Regions from separate parts of the Oryzias latipes genome. Here region 1 is linked to region 2. The links are chromatin contacts, called in public Hi-C maps. All regions are on one chromosome and are shown on one strand. Each heading gives the region's core, a stretch centred on a gene start, on an enhancer-like site or on the middle of the called end of the contact. The rest is flanking DNA. Distances are from core to core; before and after follow the strand shown. Region 1 holds the start of tram1 (translocating chain-associated membrane protein 1). Region 2 holds the start of msc (musculin).

The links. Hi-C and Micro-C count contacts between places; a contact is called where the count stands out from the background.
Region 1: a Hi-C map of embryo shows a contact between it and region 2, with 2.3 times the contacts expected there. The contact joins the promoter of tram1 here to the promoter of msc in region 2. A contact is called at or near these places in 5 of 5 Hi-C or Micro-C datasets (embryo, fibroblasts and gastrula embryo).

What each region holds. Positions count from the first base shown.
Region 1 is chr20:16,536,139-16,541,322 of ASM223467v1, reverse strand. It overlaps tram1 (translocating chain-associated membrane protein 1), which reads right to left and starts at 3,897. Exons shown (of 11, transcript XM_004081029.3): 1 at 3,587-3,897; 2 at 2,025-2,088; 3 at 907-1,028; 4 at 700-816; 5 at 571-629; 6 at 373-457; 7 at 193-263; 8 at 1-85. The coding sequence starts at 3,712. It overlaps xkr9 (XK-related protein 9), which reads left to right and starts at 4,579. Exons shown (of 4, transcript XM_004081253.4): 1 at 4,579-5,138.
Region 2 is chr20:16,374,353-16,379,711 of ASM223467v1, reverse strand. It overlaps msc (musculin), which reads right to left and starts at 2,703. Exons shown (of 2, transcript XM_004081026.4): 1 at 2,122-2,703; 2 at 1,465-1,897. The coding sequence starts at 2,544. The coding sequence ends at 1,820. It overlaps trpa1 (transient receptor potential cation channel subfamily A member 1), which reads right to left. Exons shown (of 28, transcript XM_023950382.1): 28 at 5,180-5,359.

The sequences.
Region 1 (5,184 bases), core at 2,648-5,147, 160 kb before region 2:
GCTGAAGTAAACCAGGCGGGACACGTGAAAGAGGAACTCAACAAAGTAGTGCAGGACAAGCAGGACCAGACCCAGACGGTTCAGACTAGAAGATACAAAAATACCCAATAATTTTATATGAAGAAAGACAAACAAACAAAAAGAGTTTACAGATAAAATTCTGATGTATGGGCATCTAAAATGGCAGCTTACTTTAGAACATAGGCACCAGCAATGTGGACCAGGTACAGGAAGATGTACACAAGCTGCCGTGGAATATCCTCCTGCAAAATCAAACCAAAGGCTGAATAGTGGGATCAAAGTACGTGCAGCACGAGTACAAGTCTTCAAAATGCACAGCAGAGAAGTCAAACGGAAAAAAGTTTGACATACTTTCTTGGTCTTTTGGAAATACAGCTCTGGAAGGGCATGCAACCAGTATCCCAGCTGACAGATGTAGTAGAATTTCATCTGGAATCTAGAAGAAAACGTATTTTTAAAAAGGTACAAAACCGCACACTACTGTCTGTTTTTAAAAATAAAGTAAATGTTTAAATTGTATATATTTTTGTAAAGAAAAAGACAACTCACGGCATTAGGGTATGTGGGTAGCCCTCCCACAAAGACACAGGATTGGACAGGAAGTTTTCCTGAGAACATGCAAGCTTTTAGATACATTGTCATACATGAACTGAGAAACTTAGCTTACAGTTTGCTTACAGAAAGCAGGATGCTCGTGCCCCAACAAAAAGAGAATAGGTAGAAGGCGCTCAGCTGGCCTGACTCGTTGAATTTACTGTGTTTGGTTTTGGAGAAGTGCTTTTTCCTGTTTAGTTTCTGAAAAAATAAAAAGAAACCAAATGAGTTTAGTTAAGTCTGATATTTTAAGACTCCAATAATGTCCAGGTGAGAGAGGTTCTGACTTACATCCAGCACATACTCCTGGATGATGGCGTGCATGATGATGGCCACCAGCATGTAGAAGAAGATGGTGGCTAGGTCCTTGATGCCATGGTGGAAGTGGTTCACTGCGGTCTCTTCTGACCCTTCTGTGGCACAAACAGGACATGCACACTCAAACTCCCCCATAATGCAGAAATGCATTTACACAAAGGAATAAAACAACAAAAAGGATTTTTATTCATGGTTCTTCTCATGTAATTACAGTTTTTAGGACCAAAGAAGTTTTAAGTTTACAAGTGTTCCCAGTAATCTTGATAATGGTTATGCCGTTTTAAGACAAAATCCAAAAATCTGATGGGACATAGTTTCTGCAAAGCGGCAGGATTTCATTAGAAATTCTCCTCTGAGTTGGAGTGGAGCATTCCCACCCCCCTTTACCAGACCATTGGTGAGAGCTCTCTGTTAAAGCAGAGTTTGTGGTCCACCCAGCTTATTTTCGAAATTGCAAATAAGCTCTCGACTCACAACAATTTGATTAAAGAAATACTTAGAACTGCCATTTTGAGTTTAATTTTATTTGTACATGTCCTCCATCATCAGAAAAATGCCACAAGAGCATGTTAATAAAAACACCAACAATCAGAATGGGTCTTTAAATTCTGGAGAGTATACAGAAACAGAGAGGAGATAATTAGGGATTCAGCAAAAAAAAGTTATCTGGCAAGATTTAAGTGCCACAACTATTTGTTTTCTTAGGTTCAGGTGGGGCATATGTTGCATGGTTAGATTTTACAGATGACTAGCTAACAGCTTGCACAACACAGGCTTTTCACTGTGTTTGAGCCTGACAAAGAGGCAAACGAACATTAAATGAGCAGGATTGTGAATGGTGTGGCCTATATTTCACTTGGATTGAAATATCCCCAGTGCAACCTTGCTAAAGGAGAATTTTATAAATCAGACAGCCTATATTTAGTTTCAAAGGAGGAAAGAAGAAGAGCACTCAAATGAGTTTTAGTAAGGTCATAGGAACGCCGCTCCAGAATGTAAATGAGAATCTTTCAGATTGGAGAAATAAAAATAGGTTTATCACTTCACCTAAAAACTTTAAAAAAGCTCTTTCTCAAATGAAAATCACTTACCATTTGTTGATATGGTAACATTGTACTGGACAGTTATGAATATAACTGCAAACTTTGAAGTGATCTGTGAAGAAAATACATTTAAAAGTTAATGATTGACGGCATGACCGTGCAACATTATTTTATTCTACATCTATACATCTTGATAGAATTGTTCACACAAGATCTGGAATATAGTTTTAGACTTATAGGATCATAAATATCACTAAAAAAAACATCTTACTCACATCTTTAACTTAACTTGAGAGTCAAGACTAGAAAATGTGCTTAGAGTAGATTTAAAAAGCAAGCTTTAAACTAGGATAGAATAGTGTAATATTTGAAAATACCCTAGAGAGGAAGAATATAAAAAGGTGTAAAAACACACTATTGAGAAGAAAACATTTTTATGGTCTTTATTTAATTGCAGCCAAAAGTCTACTTGCGAATTACGCAAAAGAAAATACTGCAATACCTTTGTGTGTTTGTCAACTGTTTAGTTAAATATGGGGAAACACTTATGAACACGCGCTTGCAAAACGGCAAATTGGTTTTAAGGATTAAACCTGAGACGCATTTTAAAAGAGGGAGGCGCAACATTACGATGTGAAAAAATTGGAGGCAAGTTAATGGGTAAATCAGAAAAAAGTAATAGCGTCTACGCAGTTAAACCGGAACTGCTGAATTAGACTTTCACAACAAAACTATTTTGCATGCAACGTATACATTTTGGACGATAGGTGTATCGATTAACATTAAATTGCTACAAATCTAACACTTATATGAAATTATTATACTACTTTGGTGGCATAGAAAGAAAATTTAAGGCCGACTTTAATTCACGAATAATTTTATTTGAAAACCACAAACAGGAAGTAGTTCTAAATGTAGCAAACTGGACTCCGGCTGCGTTGCCTTCCGCCGTAGATCAACAATGCGTTAGATTGAATACGTGTACTTACAGATGTATTAGGAAAACCAATACCAAAGCACGTTTATTGTCTGTAGTAAACCCGCAGCACTTTTAGCGCCATTTAGATACAAAGACAACTTTAGGGATTTGTGATAGCGGATTTCTTCATTGACAGCCCAACTAACCGTTGTATGATTGCCACGTAAGACATCTCTACGCACAAACTAAGCATGAAGAAGAGTATTGCAGAATACTCCAACCCTTTGGGATTAGCAAAGTATTTCAGAAATGCTGCTCGAGTATTGTCATAATACATTTGCAAACAATAATAATAAGTATTTTTTAAAAATACCATACGGCGGGACTTGATTAACGGATATAAATATTTACATTTGAAGCAGGCAGCCAGATGGAAATCGGGCGCTGGTTTTCTACGTTGCTTTATTGCCTAAAACTATAAGAATATCCTAAAAAAAGAGGCATATTAGCACAAACGCAAACAACACGAGGCCAACCCGAACAGAAAAGTTTCGCTAACGGGAGGAAGTAGTGAAAGACTAGATCAGGCAGACAGCCATGTCAGATTAGACAGACAGAGATGGGGAAATAATATTCGGCACTCTCCGCGTGCGGATTAAAAACAAAGTCGTTTACCGTGTAGAAGACTCACCTCAAACATCAGCCCGAGGAGGAACACCATAGCAACGCAAGAAACAATATCTGCATGGTTCTGGATGACAAACTCGTGGCTTAGCACTGGAGGGTTTTTGCTTGCCGTCTTTTTTCGGATTCCCATGTCGACGCAGTTCGCGAAACTCTTATTGTACGAGGTGCACACGAGTTTTCTCTTCTAGTAGACAGGATGGTAAACCTTCTCTGGAAGAAACCTCCAAGCTTCGTCTGCTTCCTTTAGTCGCAGGGAAAGGCGGCGATTGAATGGCGTGTCACTCTTCTGTTAGTGGGAGGCTCTACGACTTTCTCCAGACAAAACAGTTGGGGCTCTCTGCTGCCCCCTAGAGGCCAGGAGGGTCAGGACAAGCACGCCTCCTGCAAAAGCACTTTGTAATTTACCCCAGTACTTTCTGTTTCACTTCATCTTGGAGCCCTACTAAAGGTTTGATTTGTGAAAAGGCGGGATACAACATAAACAAATTAAATGTTTACCATTTCATTCTTTTAAATGAGCCGATGACTAAATGATCAGATCCCTATTTGTGGCAGTGTGCTTGATTTTAGCCATCTCATTTTATAAGATAACATGTTTTAGTATGTCGTTCACCTTTCGGCATATCCCCTCAGGGGTCGCCACAGCTTTCAGTGATCCGCACATATGGTTAGGCAGACAGTTTTACACAGGATGGCCTTCCTGATCCAACCCTGTATTTTTATCAAGTTTGGGGTCTGACAAACGGAGACCTAGACCAAGGCCTCCTTGTGGCTACATAGACTGCAGTGTGAAGGATCTTGCCTAAGGACCCACACTAGATTCATTCAGCTTGTGGTACCCCCTGGGAAAAAAAACTCTGGTTTCCCAGTCCTGCCCGCAGCCAACTGTGCCATTCAGCTGCCATAACATGTTTAAGTATCAAGTGTAAAAAATTCATCTTGAAAGAAGTTTGAGAACAAATGCATTTGAAAATATAGGAAATGCAATCCCTTTGTAGTTGTAAAATGAGGAACTTCACACTAAGTTACTATAATAAGTTTTACTTGTAACGTATTTCTTAATATATGACACTACCATATCATAAAAAATGTCAACTCACCCGTAAAGTTTTAGTTTAGCATTAATTTTAAAGTTGGATCAAATTTTTTGCACATTTTTTTAAACTTTGTGGCATAGAAAATGACATTTCTTGTAATCACTTGATTTAAAGTAAAGCAATTCAAGGAAGTGGGACTATTCTGACCAACAGGGCAATCAGAAGGTAGGAGTTTCCTGTTTCACTCACATAACCTGTCAGCAAAAACCATAGCATTGCATCAATGAACTGCTGGAATCTGAGGTAATCACATGTTCTCCAAGTTCTCAGGAGTGGCATAGATGTATGACCGAGGCTCACACACCTACATGAAGCCAGTCACAAGATGTGTTGCACAATTTGTGTGGACTTCAGAGCCTGACAGAGGTGGGACTTATCACATCCTTTCAGAGAAATAAAAGTGTAAAAGCAGAATGGTACTGTTTCATACATCTCTTCTGCATCGGACAAGACACACCAGTAAGTCAAGAACCCTTTTTTGAACTATTGTTATAGACTTTTGAGT
Region 2 (5,359 bases), core at 1,454-3,953:
TAAAATTTCAGGTGTTTCTGTTTAGTTAAAAGAAAAAAACAAAATTGTCTCCAAAACTTGCTTTTTTTTTACAACAAACACATTTTTTCATCAATACTGTAGATACTTAAGTGCTTTTGGAATTAAACATTTTAGAAGAGTTTAGAATCGGCAAGTAAACTTTTCCCCAAACGTCCTTGTTTTTGGTTATTACAGTGGTTTATTGTTGCTCAACTAGTCCCACATAAATAAATAATGATGAAGTGTTGTATAAGACAGAATTTTTGCTCCAAAACCAAACTTTTATGATCTTAGACATTTGAGCTCATCAAACCTTCCGTTTTGCTTTGCCTTCCCAAATCTTCTATGATATGATTTAGGATTGTGTTCACATCCTCGGCACTAGATGTCAGCCCTGTAACATCTCCCACATTATGAGCTCTAAAGCTCCTAGCTACAGCCACGCCATTCCAGCAGGGTCTTGGTGTCCTTCAGCTTTCAGCTCAACTTAACTGAGATCAACTATGCTGCAGATTTTCCGTTCTCAAACATCTTGGTGTTTTGTTGACCTGTCCTGCTTTGATTCATACCACCCCTTTTTCTAGCTGTCACCTTGACATTTACAAGTCATCTTCTCTTAAAATGCATCATACAAAAGCAGAAGTGGGCTGCATATGAAAAAGCAGTTCATTAGCTGCCTACGTCCAGCAGAATGGCTGTTTTCTCCCTGGGGAGCGGTTGAGGATTCTGGGAAACTCACCAACACTGCAACAGCTGCAGCTCCACATTAACCTGTTGACAAGACCCTCTCTCTTCCCTTTATCTCTTTCTCCATTAAAACTGTTTTTGTTAGTCTGTCCCTGCAGACCGCCTCAGCCTGGGTCTCAATCCATCTGTACTCACATCGTTTTGGGGTTTAACAGGAGGAAAGGAATTCTGGATCAAGAGATCACTGTTATCTGTTGGAGTGAGGGAGCATGGATACTCACAAGTGTTTTTATGTGCAACTGGGACTTACAAATCCGGTTTTTACACTCGACTTTAGATTTTTCCCCAAAGGCTTTTTTTTCTTTTAAATTTATATAGAAAAGAAAAAAACTTTAAATATTTTGTCATCATTTAAACCAAAACCTCATAATCATGAATGATACAAATGGAGTGGAAAGCACTTTGGATCTTAAAACTTTCAGTTTCTGCATGCATGACACTTTCTTTGTTTTGCATAAAACACCATGATAAGGAGAAGAAAATGCTTTCATCTGCTTAAAATTAAAATGTAGTTAATCTAACCTAATGTTCTGACGACTGTCTACCATAATATACAGCTTTTTATCATACGTCATGGCAAAAAAGGCATTGGTATCATCAAATTAGGCTCAACACAGAGGCATAGAGCGCCCCCTATCGATTGATCTATTCACATTGAGCCTGAAGGAGAGGCCTGTTTGTGATTCAGTTCCAAAATCCAAAGTTTAGACACACAAATAGCAGTTATTATTTTTTATTTGTTACAAAAAATAAATATATTGACACTAAATGTCAGTTTTGATGGTAGTATGACAAAGTAAGCGGGTGAAACAGTGATTAGAGAAAGTGTTCAGGAGAGCAGCTTATTTGTAAAGCTTTTTCAATCAAGAATGATCCTGAATAAACCTGGAAATTTTGTAAATCATCAAGATATTCTAATGTGTTGTGAACGTTTATGAAGAAAACTAATGAAAGTAACAGCATTTAAAATAAAAAAAGTTAAAAAGTGATGCATGCACAAGAATAATATTAAAACAAGGGTAACAGCTCTTTGGAGATGATCTTGTGGGATAGGCGCAGCACCTCTGGGGATCTATGCTGTTGCCCCGCAGAGTCTCACTGGAGTTGAAATGTCTTCTTCTGGTCGTCCAGTCATCATAAAAGGCCATGTCTGCAAAAACAAGTCATCAACGAGTTCATTGCAAATAAAATCAACTCATAAAACTGTTGGTGCTTTTGAGTTTTCTTTAAAAAAACGCAAACATATTACTGTAAATGACAGGACAAAAACACACCATTCGTAAATTGTTATTTACTTTAGTCAGCTCTAAAAAAGGTTTATAATAGAGTTTTAAAGTTGTTTCCTGCTGTCTTTCATGCCTTCTGGATTCATACCAGATTCACTGGATGCGCAAAGCTGCTCTCAAAGCGTCCATCCTGCAGTAGCTGTCTAAGGTGGGAAATGTAACTGGAGGCGAGCCGTAGAGTGTCCAGTTTGGACAGCTTGGTGTCCGCCGGGACCCAGGGCAGGCTGGTTTTCAGTCTGGAGAAGGCCTTGCTCAGCACTCTCATCCTCGCCCTCTCTCGCGCATTGGCCGCGTTTCTCTGCATCCGCCGCGTCTCCTTGTGATGCGCTCTGGAGAGCGCGCGGCGCTCCGGCTTGATCCTCCTTCCCACACTGTCACTGTCCAGCACCTCTTCGGAACGCCGGCTGGGGGGGAAGCGGGTAATTGTCTTCCTCGCTGGGCTCTTGCAAAGGACGGCAGTCCTCCTGTGACGCACTTCATCCGCATCACTCGCAACAGAGCCAGTGGACATGACCGCTCCAGCTGCGCCCTGAAGGCGCAGAGACTGAAAGTTTAAAGCCTCCTGCTGATAAGATCTTTATCACGGGTAAACAAGTCAACAGCTTCAAATTTAACTTGTGAACTTTTTGGCTGAAATCCTAAATATATTCGAATAAGATGAGCTCCTTCTTAAACATGCCCTCTTGGTTGGTAACTCCACTTATTTAAGTGCTCTTGATCTGGCACATGTACAGTTTTGGCTCTGAATTTGCCCTGCCCCTCTCTCCAAGCCTTCATGACCTCAGTAAGACCACAACTCAGCCTTCAGTTGTCCATCTCCATGCTGAATAATTGGTCTGAGCCCTGTCAATTACTGGCCTGTTTGGGACATAGACACATAAACTATAATATCACAGACACACGTGACTTTCAAGGTGAAAGAACCAAACTTCAAAAGGATAACTGGGCAGTAAAGACAGATGAAGCATTTTAGTCTTGCAGGAGGTTTTGTGATAGAAATGTCTTGGGGACCTTATCAAAAGTGTTTAATCCGCTGCTGGTTTCACAGAAGTATTGGGTTTCTGCAGATGGAGCAGACATTCACACGCAGTCTGGATGCAACAGCCCCAGCTGTTTTCAGTTCCCATGACATCTGGAGTGTTGGCATGACCAGGGCATGGCAGATGTGAGGAGGCCCCTCACTCTCATTGTGTAACAAAGATAATTTTATTCTTTTCATTCTGAGAAATAACAAGGCCCTTAGAAGAACCCAATGTAAGATTTTAAGAGTTTTTGTTAAAAGTTTGATTAACTGTCAGCAATAGGAGAAAAGCTGCTTTTCTGGTTGATCAGGGATCAGACAGTCCTCATTGGGAACCCTTGACCCTGTTTTCCCAGAGGACCTCCCATAAAACTGAGTGAGGGGCAAGATTGAAGACTTTCTCCAAATCCATAAAGCGCTTGTGGATTTGATGGAAACGCTCTTCTGAACCTTCAGGAACTCTGCATGAGAGCTGATTGCTGTTCTACTTTTGCAATGAGAACTGCACTGTTCCTCCTGAATCAGAGATTTTACAATCCAGTTCCTTGGAGCGCGTCCAAGCCACCTGCCCTTCGGAGGTATTCTGGGTGTGACCCACAAAGAAAAGGCCCCAGGACTCACTGGAGGGTCTTGGAAGGCCTGGGCAAATCTGGGAGTCCTTCCTCCATGTGTAACGGGAGGACGTTTCTGTGAAAAGGGAGGTCGGGCATCTGAGACCTGACTCCGGATGAGCAGAAGATGATGGATGGATGCTTCAAAATTTGGATAAATGTAAGTTTTCATGCCATTAAAAGCATATTGAAACAGTACTGTGATGCAGCTCCATCACAAAGTTTTTTCCTTCTGAGGAGACTCCAAGAAAACTCCAGATCTCTGCCTTTAATTGTCATTCCAAAATGTACAATAGGAATGGCATAAGATTATGAGAGAGGCTTGATCTTGCAGAATGCACACCTTTAGATATTTTTATTTTGTTTAGACTTTATGAGCAACATTTCTTTTGGCTGTTTAAAACAGGCTTTAGATCATTTTTTATTGTCCTGTAGGAAAAGTTAGGAAAGTGCTTCAACCAAGTTCACACTATGGATGAAGTTTTTTAGAAGGCTCCTGGACTTTCAGCATTTTCTTGAGTATGTCAGCAATCCATCCGATTTTTTAGGCAAGTCACCACCTCGAGTTGAACAGACCAACTGACATCTTTGAGGAGTGATAGCTAAGGGATTCTGTTCTTAGATTTATTACTTATTTGATAAACTGCCTTCTTTTTTTTAATGCAGCAAAATCCTGTTGCTGCATGTCACACATTTCAACCTGCTCCTTCATTCACTGTCAGCACGAAAGAAGCGGAGATACTGCCCTCGTTCATCATTCTGTACATGTCGCTCTTTGAGTCCAGAACAAAAATATTGTCTAAAACAGCACGGTTATTGATAGTTTTATGGTTGCTGCATTTGCCCCAAGGGTAATTAAATTCCAGGCCAACAGCAGTAAATAACACTTTAAGCTTGACATGAAGAGCGAGCCAGCATTTGTCTATCAGCAAAGACTTTCAGGGGTCCTGAACTCTATTAGAGGCCTGCGCTGGAGGAGCAGGGGGACAGGTGCAGCCTCATGATGTCACAAGCTGCACTTTCCCTTCCGAACTCTCACGATTCCCATGAATCCACTCGTGCCTGCAGCACGTTAAGCTCTTTGGAGGACACATGTAAAGAGGCCAGTGCACAAGTCAGAGGCAGCATCTGTTAGGATCTGGAGTCTATCTCTGAAATTATTGCTGAATTATTCATCATTATTATGGCATTATTCATGACAAAACACAATAATGTGAAGAAGAAAACATGTCGTTTGCTTCATGCTCAAGCAAATAAGAAAATTCTTTAATTTGTGAACTTAATGTAGGCAGTTTAGTTTCAATTGCACAATGGGATTATATGGATTAAAATCACAATTTATTGTGCCTTTTTTGGTTTAATGTCTTTTTGCATTTGTTTGTGTGGTGCAAAGAGACCACAGTCGATGTCAACTGGGACCTTCAAAGTAAATGAAACAAAGTAAAAAAAAAAAAAAAAGAAAAGGCATTTGAAATATAAGAATAAAAACTGTAATGGATGAGTTTAAAGTCATCTTGTTTCATCAGCAGGGATACATTTTATTTGGTGAAGTGAATCAATTTGCTTCAAAGGGTCCAGCAGGGCAGAAGGCACATAAAGCATCACAACAGTTTGCAAGAAAGGCAACACTGAGTGCATCATAAAAACTAACATTCATTCACAAATTAACATCCAGTTCAACAAAAATCTATCTT